2 separate regions of the Mus musculus genome follow, and region 2 is linked to region 1. Evidence: chromatin contacts called from public HiChIP or PLAC-seq data. All regions are on one chromosome and are shown on one strand. The core of a region is the stretch at or near the end of the contact, and the rest is flanking DNA. Distances in the headings are between cores, read along the strand shown.

What was found. HiChIP or PLAC-seq counts read pairs in DNA pulled down with a chosen protein or histone mark.
Region 2: a FOXA1 HiChIP or PLAC-seq map of pancreatic cancer cells shows a contact between it and region 1. The contact joins two enhancer-like sites. A contact is called at or near these places in 1 of 15 datasets of contacts at CTCF or cohesin (large pre-B cells), 8 of 484 Hi-C or Micro-C datasets (CD8 T cells, the G1E-ER4 cell line, bone marrow-derived macrophages and 2 more), 1 of 115 datasets of contacts at active chromatin or transcription factors (pancreatic cancer cells) and 2 of 9 other capture datasets (adipose tissue and liver).

What each region holds. Positions count from the first base shown.
Region 1 is chr8:64,613,534-64,618,707 of GRCm38.p6, forward strand. Cpe (carboxypeptidase E) reads right to left here. Exons shown (of 9, transcript NM_013494.4): 3 at 4,005-4,172. Among named protein-coding and RNA genes, the nearest start is that of Cpe, 77 kb to the right of the region's middle. Within about 2 kb of position 2,173, at least 42 of the 459 cell types and tissues checked have an H3K27ac peak or open chromatin away from gene starts, as enhancers often do. A contact at or near this core is called in pancreatic cancer cells, where this site is marked.
Region 2 is chr8:64,874,939-64,880,112 of GRCm38.p6, forward strand. It overlaps Gm40501 (a long non-coding RNA gene), which reads right to left. Exons shown (of 3, transcript XR_870468.2): 2 at 4,403-4,538; 3 at 2,059-3,286. Among named protein-coding and RNA genes, the nearest start is that of Gm40501, 3.5 kb to the right of the region's middle. Within about 2 kb of position 2,918, at least 24 of the 459 cell types and tissues checked have an H3K27ac peak or open chromatin away from gene starts, as enhancers often do. A contact at or near this core is called in pancreatic cancer cells, where this site is marked.

The DNA.
Region 1 (5,174 bases), core at 923-3,422:
TTTTTAAAACCCCTGTACATGTGCTGGCAAGATGGCTCAGGAGGCAAACGGGCTTGTTGCTAAGCCTGATAATCTGAGTTTATCTGAAGGACCCACAAGGCAGAAGAAAAGTGGCTCCCAAAGGTTGCCCTCTGACCTCCATGCACACTTACAACAACCCCCAAAACACCCACATGCACACACACAAATAAGTAAATAAACAAATTTGTTAAAACTTCTGAACTTTTCCATTTTAAAGACTCTAAGAATAACTCAGTGACATGTTCTATAACGAGATGGCTTTGGCATTTAAAATATGTTAACGCTATATTTATTCAGATTCCTTCACAACTCCAGCCAGTGAAGAGAAGCATAACACTAATAAATTATCAGATGTATTTTAAGCCCTGCTGTCTTCGAGCAATTCAGGCCAAGGCTCACGAGCTGAACTCAAGCAACCGTGGAGGCAGCCAGGCTGAGAAGCTTGGGGCTAGATGAGAAATGACTTAGGAGTAAAACTGGGAAAGTGAGAGAAGAATTTTATTCCTAATGTCTGAAAAATGAGGACGGTATTGGTCCCTAATGGTGTCTCACTGGAACACGGTGATATCTGCAGGGCTTCCTAAGGAAATAGGATTTTTTTTTTCCTGTCATCTGTCATCCACAGACCCTGAATTTGTATCCAAGGAACTCTGCATCCTAAACCATGATTCCTGGCACACAAAACAAAATAAATCTTGAGAAGCAAAGCCCTTTTTGAGGGGTAAAGATGCTATGGTGAGAAATAGGAACTTGAAAATGAAGACTATGTAGGCCATTATTGAATCACTTGCTCTGAGTCTAAATGTTGTTTTATTCTTAATGTCAAAAGTAAAGGAGGGGAACCAGACATGAATTATTAGTTACCTTTTACTAGATACTTTGCTATTGCTGTGATTTGGCACCAAAGCAACTTATAGAAGAAATGGTTTACATGGGTCTTACAGTTTCAGAGGGTTAGAGTCCATGATCAGCAGGGAAGGGATAGGACATCCTCCTTTAACACCTCCTAATTCCCAAACAGTTTCACCAACTGAGAAGCAAGTATTCAAATACATGAGTCCACGAGGGCCATTATTATTCAAACCACTAAAGATTTACTATAGTAAATAAATCTTGCTCTTGTCAGTGCACACCTTTAATCCCAGCACTCAAGAGGCAGAGGCAGGTGGATCTTTGAGTTCGAGGCCAGCCTGGTCTACAAAGTGAGTTCCAGAACGGCCAGGGCTACACAGAGAAACCCTGTCTTAAAAAAAAGAAAAACAAAAAACAAAAAACAAAAAACAAAACAAAGAACAACAAAAAACCTTGCTCTTATCTTGAGTAATGAATTAAAGTTTAATTATGTAACATTTTCTTTCATTTAAAAGCAGCAATGGGTATTTTAAATGAAAGCTCTCATTTTAAATGTACATTAGCATGTCTTTTTTAAGATTTATTTTTATTTGTAATTATGTATGCCTGTGAGTATGTGCCCATGAATGCAAGTGCATCCAGAGGCTAAAAGAGGGCGCCAGATCCCGTGGAACTGGTGTTACAGTGATTGTGATCTTCCCAACATAGGCGCTCAGAACCAAACTCAGGTCTTCTGTACGAGCAGCAAGTGCTCTTCACCAATAAGCCATCTCTCCAGGTTCCATTGGCATCTCTTAATGAGACTGCCCAAAGCAATTGTATGCCAACACCATAGAGCAATCATGCACGCAAGACTTGGGTTTAACTAGAGAGGGAAACAGCCATACTGGCTGGAAACAATCTCATGTGCACCAAGTTGCCAATCAGTCCTCCTATGAAGAAGAGATTCTCACAGTTTTTCTAAGAGGGGCAACAGGAATTATTTTCCTCCTTTCTCAGAGTTAAAGACATGAATGCATGCACTAGAGAAAGTATGTGGACAAATACCAGAGCCAGCCTCCAAGGCCTGCCTTTCATCTTATACCTTACAGATGATTACACTGCCCTCCTCTGTCCCACTCAGCCCCTCCCAGTGTCTCTGCACACGATGGATGCCTGTCTGAACTCCAGCTGTTGATTTCCGTTGGGTTCATTCTTCAGACACAGCAATTCACTGGTGAGCCTTGTGTATACTTACTCATATGAGGCCCTCAGCTGACTATGTGTCAGGCTCAGCTATGAATCATCACAAGCAATGGACTGAAGTCTGAAGTCAAAGAGCAAGCAACCCTATAAATAAATGACTATGCTGTCAGACACATGCAGCTCTATAAGAACAGCACCCCCACTGCAGAACACAAGGAACATCAAACAGGAGCTGTGTCCGAGAGGGGAAGGTCACGTGGAGGAAGTAACTCAAAGTGGAAGGGAAGAATATTCTAATCAATTAGAACAGCAGCCAATGTGAACACTGTATTGTTAGCAGATGGTACACTTGGGGGTATGACTAGAGCAGATGACCACCAGAGCCAGCATCCACAGCATCCACAGGGCATCTGTCTGAAGGGTCTTGGAGCTATAATGAGATTCTACTTTCCAAAACCTCACTTAAGAACATCCTGGAAGTAACAGACACCACAGGGCAGATGCAGCAGCACTTGGGGATAGAAGTAAAAGGATGTCAAAGGCTAGCCTGGGCTAAGTAGCAAGACCCTATCTCCAAAAAAAATTGAAATTAAAAAAAAAAAAAAAAAAGAAAGAACAAGAAGAAGGAAGAGAAGACAATGGGGCTGAACTAAGCCAGGAACTGAGATGGAAATGAATGGGGTCAGGAGGTCAAGTCTTTGGGAAATAAGGGCTAACTGCTGTGAGCAGCGACAGAGATAGGAAGTGAAAGACGGGATGGTAGGGATGAGGGAAACAAAAACTGTTCTAAGGGGAAACACTTCTTTCTAGATAAGCTGAGCTTGGGGTCCTAGGTACCACCTGATAAGGGGACCCTGTGAGCAAGGGCAACGGAACAACAGACGTTCCCTGGAGGTCTGGAAGGAATTAGAGATGTGGAATTTTAGGGGCTCTTAATACAGCTGATGGGAACACGCCAGGCAAGGATATGAGTACTGGGAAGTAGGTGAATGCAAGGGACCCGGAGGAAGGCTGTGTCTCCTCCAAGACAGACAGGGTATGGAAAGAAACTCAGCAGAGTTGAGGGGCAATAGAAAAGGTAGGTATAATAGTTTGACTATTGTTGACCCAGGGAGTGGCACTATTTGAAGGTGTGGCCTTGTTGGAGTGGGTGTGGCCTTGTTGGAGTGGGAGTGGCCTTGTTGGAGTGATGTGTCACTGTGGGCATGGGCTTTACGACAGTCATGTAGCTGCCTGGAAGCCAGACTTTTAGCAGCCTTCAAATGAAGCTGTAGAACTCTCAGCTCCCGCTGCACCATGCCTGCCTGGATTCTGCCATGCTCCTGCCTTGATGGTAATGGACTGAACCTCTGAATCTGTAAGCCAGCCCCAATTAAATGTTGTCCTTTATAAGAGTTGTCTTGCTCATGGGGTCTGTTTACAGCTGTAAAACCCTCACTAAGACAGCAGGTGATGTGAAATTTTGCAGGAGAAGGTTTAGAGGGAAAGGACAAAGATCAACACTGTGGAGTCCTGCAGAACTTGGTGGTCAGGTGGGGAAAGGGCTTCCTCCAGGCAAGACTCACTGCTGTGTTTTCTGCTCCCCCGCCCCCTTCCTTTTTCACAATTTATCCTTAGTCCTCAGAGTGAAGCAAAGTCCCAGACTCCAGCCGCTCCAGCCTTAGCCTTGAGTCAAACGTAACTCAAGATGTATAGCACATACTACGCCCAGCAACACAGGAGGGCAGAGGCAGGCAGATCTCTGAGTTCAGTGCCAGCCTGGACTACAGAGTAAGTTCCAGGACAGCCAAGACTAGAGAGAAACCGTGTCTTGAAAACAGGAAAAAAAAACAAAAACAAAAGCAAAAACGATTCATGTCACTCCTGTGTCATTCACTGTACCGAAGACACTGAAACATACTTCCCCAGCTATGCGGCAGACCCCGGGAAAGCCACACACATGCTACCTTTGAATTTTGGTCCACAATTTTCTTCAGATTCTTCAGCAGGTGATTGTTAGGACCGCCTTCTTTCTCATTAACATACACGATCCTGTCCAGGTCTGGGAAGTTACGGTTCAGATCTATTCCCTGGGCGTTGCTGCGGCCCACAAACCAGTCCTTCAGCTCGCCGGGCTAAAGGAGACAACAGAAAAACCACCACTGCTTATTAGTACTGTCAATACCTTCTTAACGTCCCCATCACTGCCCTCAAAAACTAATTCCTGAGATTGTCTATTGCAATATCCTCCCAGTACTGCTGTGTTCACTACTTTATCAGGACACTCATGAAGGTGCCCAATTTAAAATATTTGTTATAAGCATTTTGGAAAAAGATAGTTTTCATGAATAATAGTTTTAAATCAATGATAGTTATATGTAAGCGATGTTTAGCAGATTTCAATGATTTGTCGGTACAAACTCACTGATTGTAGGTGACCTATTTAAAAATCACACCACCAACAATTAGCATCAAGTAACATTGTCTCTGTTGATCACAGAAGTCTGATTTTTAAATCTACAAACGAATAAATAATCCTAAGAACTTAAGATGAATTGGACATGAGTCTCTTATGTGTTAATAACTTCAATGCTTTTTACGGGTTTCTTTTTTTTTAAAAAAGTGTATTTCGCTTCAAAATCTTGGAGAAAGGACTCTATATGTCTTTATAATAAAATGATCAGCATGAGAAAAGATAAATGTGTTTATAATGTTTAATTGTTGTACAACGTGCATCAAAATTTTACATTTTACACAATTAGCAGAACATGTAACAACTATAGTGTCCATAATCTTGTCCAATCAAAATGTAAGCCCACATATTGTCTCTGTAAAGATATAATTATACATGCACGCCTTTAATGTCAGCACTCAAGAGACAGAAGCAGTAGGATCTTTGTGAGTTCAAGGCCAGCCTGGTGTACAAACCAAGTCCAAGCCACGTGAGCTACATAGTGAAACCCTGTCTCAAAAAGAAAAAATTAAATTGAATTTAAAGAGCCATTAGTTTTTAGCCTGACGCTTAAAATGTATACAATTATTTTTATTGTAAACCTGAGAATTTGGGGGTCTGGTTTGGTTTTGGTTTTGCGAGAGTTGGGAGCGGCAGAGAGGGATGCAGTGTCTTTAGTGATCTT
Region 2 (5,174 bases), core at 1,668-4,167, 260 kb after region 1:
TAAAGGAATATGAAGGAGAGATTCCCAATAACAGAAGGATCCCTGTCTCCCCACTCCCTGATAATTAAACCATTAAACTCCAGGACCAAATCCACACAAGTAATAATCTAGACATGAAAGCATCCAGGAGTATTCATTATTCTTGTTTTATTTTTTATTACATATATTTATTTCTGGGAGATAGAGACATACAGAGAGAGAGAGAGAGAGAGAGAGAGAGAGATGGAGACAGAAACAGAGAAACATACACACACAGATCAGAGAGAGAGAGAGATGTTTAGGTTTGGGGGCACACATGCCATGGTGTGCATATTGAAGTCAACTTTTTTTTTTTTTGAGACAGGGTTTCTCTGTATATACCTGGCTGTCCTGGAACTCACTTTGTAGACCAGGCTGGCCTCGAACTCAGAAATCGGCCTGCCTCTGCCTCCCGAGTGCTGGGATTAAAGGCATGTGCCACCACACCCGGCTGAAGTCAACTTTTTAAGAGATTCTCCTTCCATCGTGTGAGTCCTAGGGATTGAACTCAGGTCATTAAGCTATGGAAAGTGTCTATACCAGCTGAGCCATCTCACCAGCTCTGATCTATCCTCTCGAGAGGCAGTTGTGATGTCATTTACTGATGAGCTCACCATTTCTTTCTTCACTCAACGAACGAAAGGAAAGGAAAGGAAAGGAAAAAGTTCTGATGGAGAACAGATAGCGCAAAGGTCAGAGGTCATCTGCTTTGCTGTCACCATCTTGTGAAGATGTGCAAAGATCAGAAAACACTGGCAGGGTCGTGCAATGCCCAGCTGAGACAGAACAAGCAGACGGGTGCCTTTTTCAATGCAGGATGCCTCAGTACTAGTGGCAGTGAAGATTTCCAGAATGGGCCAGAGGCTTTGCGGAAGGTGAGAGCAACCCTCACTCTCCAGGAGGCTCTCTAACACACATTCCTACTTCTTTGAATTAGAGCAATTGGTTTCCTCTATTCATTCATTCATTCATTCATTCATTCACTTACTCACTCACTCATTCAGTGTTTCATCACTATACTTGATGGATGGTGTGGTCTTTCTTCTTTATCATCATCATCATTGTCATTGTCATTGAGCCTCTCACGTATTTCCCAGGAGAAGAAATGACAAATTAACACTGTTTTATCTGTCAGAATGTTAATCTGTCACTCTTCCCTCAGGGCGTAAAAATTCTCTAGTGCTCATGGACAGAAGAAAGCATCTTTCTTTGAACTATGAATTTTTCATCAGGTGCAAAGCAGCTTCTCACTGTTAACGTCATCTTTTAATGGCTTCCTTGAGCCTAGTAAGAGTTGCAAACATTTTCAACTTTTTACATTGAGTTACATTTAGCTACTTTATATCAAGTGAACTGTTTGGCCCTCTGATAATTAGTAACATAAAGCTATTCAGTGTTGGATTGGATGTAAACCTAACTAGTTGACTTTCATTCAAAAGAGAAAAAAAGAAAAGCTAAGGCCACCAAGACTCCACCCCCTGGAAGAAGCCCACAAGGACAATAATGATGATGGCAACTGACTGATTTGAGTCATAGCACAGAGTTAATGGAATGCTCTGGGTGGGAACTTTAAATGATCTACAGTCAGGATTCATGAGAAAAGGGAGAAGTAAACAGGTGGAGTTTATATATGGCAATTATTGAAAGAAAGGAAAAAGTCATGAAGCCGGAATACCTTCCTTATTTTGCTTTCCCTGCAGCAAGAATAAGCTATATAGATCACCCTGTCTAGACTACAGGGAATTGATCAGAAGCACCTGCTAGAGAGTGTGTTTCTCTAACAACTCAAATGGGCCACCTGGATCTAAAAAAAAAAAAAAAAAAATAGCAAATGAGGAAAAACAAAATAAAACTGTTTCTCTTTTAAGTCTGGACAAGGTTAAGAAATATGTCCATTTAAAAAAAGGTCCTAGGAATTATTTATTAAATACTAACATCAACAGCCAGTTGAGGTGTGTCTATAATCCCAGCACTTGGGTAGCTGAGACAGGATGGTTAGAGTCCCATTCTAGCCTGGGATACAGAAAGAGTTCCAGGCCAACATGTGTTACATAACAAGACCACATCTCAAGATAATCATAACAACAAAAGGTTTTTATTGGTATTTAGACAGAACTCTGTTAGATAGGCTGCAGACTATATAATTTAAAATGTAAACACATAGGTGACCAATACACAAAGAGAAAGTGCTGTATGAACAGGAGAATTTCCTACATGAGAGGGATTATTTTTAGTTAGGAAAAGTAGAGAAGGTAACAGAAGAAGTGGCTTTTGAGTGGCACCTTAATAAATGGAAGATGTCCATGGCAGAGGCGATGGAGGGAAGACAGGGACCCCTTTCTTGTACGCTGTGATCTATAGCTCTATCTCTTCCTCCACAAAATGTACATTTGAGGATCTATCTGGAAGACTCGCTGTGGGAAAACTCTGCTAATTAAGGTCGAAGTCTACCATTAACCAGATACCCTCCCAGTTCATCACAGAAGGGAGGACTCCCTTGTTGGCAGGGCTTCCACTTCCTTCTCTGACCTTGTCTGGGGAATTAACCCCCCCCCCCCCACACACACACCTCTAACTATAGACAGTTTTAGTTAGATTACAGGTTCAGCTTACTTTCTCCTGACAAGAACCCGTTCAGCTAGCACCTGAGATTCCCCTGCGTTCTCCAAATTATATAAACCTGAATCACCCTAAGTAAAGGTGATGGGCCTCCCTGCAGCGGTCCTGGTATGTCTCCTTCACCGTACATACTCACGGAGCTTCTGGACACCAGTTATCCCGGCTCCCTTTGCCATTGTGGACCAGTATACGATGACGACCCCCGAGGGCAAGGAGGATCACAGCTCACCCGCTCCCTTCCCTGACTCATCTCTGCTCTGTGTACAGTGCAGACTTCCGTTGAACTTTGGCTGATATTCACCTGGAGTCTGGCCAAGCTCGCCTCCACACATTTTATCCTTAGGTCAGTCTTTTCTTCGGTTTTTCGGTTTCCTTCCATAAGTCGTCTGTAAGCTAACGAAGGTCTCACAGCTTACAGAAGCACATTGATCAACCATTACCATAATTCTCCTGAGCAGAAGGAACCAGTCCGTGGAGCTCAGGATGCGGCTCAGTAGGAAGAATGCTTGTCTAGCGTGCGTGAAGTCCTAGGTTCAGTGATCTCTGGCTCCACGTGTGGTACACACTTGTTAACCAGCACCAGGTGGGAGGATCAGAAAGTCAGGGCCATCCTTGACTATCTAGACAGTGAGTCTGAATTTCGTGAGTCCTGAGCGGGGCGATGGGGAAGACACAACAAACCACTAGATGGCTGAGTGGCTTATGACCTTCTTCATAGTCCCATACTAAGGGACTCATCCAGCCTGGACCGGCTCCTAAACCCCTCCCTCACCTTAGTGGACTATGGCTAGTTTTCATCATTTTCCAACTTTTTTTTTTTTTTCTTACAAGGTCTTCACTATCTCCCAGCACATCGCTCATGAAGACAAAGAAGCCGGTAAATATTCATCAGCAAATCGACCCCCAAACCCATATTATTTTTCAGAATCCTGGTTAGTGTTGAAGCTAAAATGAAACCACAAGGAACTGCCATCTGGGCTTTTTGTCCCAGAAGGTTTTAAATACATGGCACAATTAACACTAGAGTAGTAAAATGATGAGGACTGTAGTGACCTGTCACTAAATAATCACGACACCTAAGGAGCTGGAAGATTCTACCATGGCGAGATTGCAACCACTGTGCTTTCTCTGAAGAGAGTGTTTGCTGCATAAATTGTTTGCGGAGGGAAAAAAACACACCAAGGAACTACTAGCTTTACTCTGGAAGCCTTTTGGAGGATGCCTGAGGTTCTCCAACAGCATTTATTTGCATATGAATGATAGGATAATTAAAATGATTTTTATCTATTTGTCAAAACCGGTCCAAATAATACTCTTCTTGGAAATTGTGAGAATTTGTGTCTTATTCCAGAAGTGCCTTAAAGTACAGACTTACAGATCTCCAAAGGAATGTTATAAGCCAGACTTTAATTTGCTTGAGTTCTTCAAGTAATTCAGCATAATTATTCAGAATTAGAGTTTTCAGAGTGCTGAGTGATTCTACCCACTGAGTGATGACTTTTAACAATGCGTTTTAGGAATGTGGCAAATGAGGAATTATCCCTCATAGTCTAACTCAGATAAGTCAGGTCACACAAACTTAGCTTCATACAGGACCCAACTCAACCAGATTGCTTAAAAAGAAGAGTTACACGAAATTCAGATATGATATTCTTCTCATATATTTTTCAGAATCCTCAGATATTCTTCTCAAAGTGGCTCTGCTTATATCTTAACATATGTCTTTCTGGGTCTGGGGAAATAACTCAGTGGGTAAAACACTCACCTTGTGGGCCTGAGTTTGGATCTTGAACACCCGTGTGAATACCAGGCAGGTGTGAGGCCCAGCTGGGATCCAAAGGCTCAGAGGGAAGCAGGAAGGCAGAGCAGCCACAAGTGAGCTTTAGCCTCAATCGACTCTACTGCAACAGAGAAGGTGGAGAGCAATTGAGGACGATAACTGATGTCAACCTCAGGCCTTCACGCGCACACAAATGCAAACACACACATACATACACATGCACACATACGCACACACATACACACATACACACACATACACACATACACACATATACACATGCATATACACACAAACATACACATACATACATGTACACACACACACATTCCTTGGTGGACTGTAGAACATTTCTGTTTTTCATAGTACAGTTCTCTAGCATAATTTTTATGTGGTAAATGTACAAGCAAGTAAGAGCATTATATGCTTGCTATTCAATTTGCCTTTAAGCAATAGGTGCTTTTAATTACAATTTTATACTTCCATCTTATAATAGCAATAGGCTTGTTTCTTTGCAATGTCAAATCTCTATGCTTTGTAGAGAACTTCTTATTGCCTTATCATTTATTATTATTATTGGTGGTGGTGGTGGTAGTTTTTTAGAGACAGCCTTGGCTGTCTTGGAACTCACGCTGTACACCAGGCTGTCCTTGAACTCAGAGATCTGCCTGCCTTTGTCTCCAGAGTTCTGGGATTAAAGGCGTGCACCACCATCACCTAACAACCTATCTTTATTTTAAAATATGTTTTTATTGCT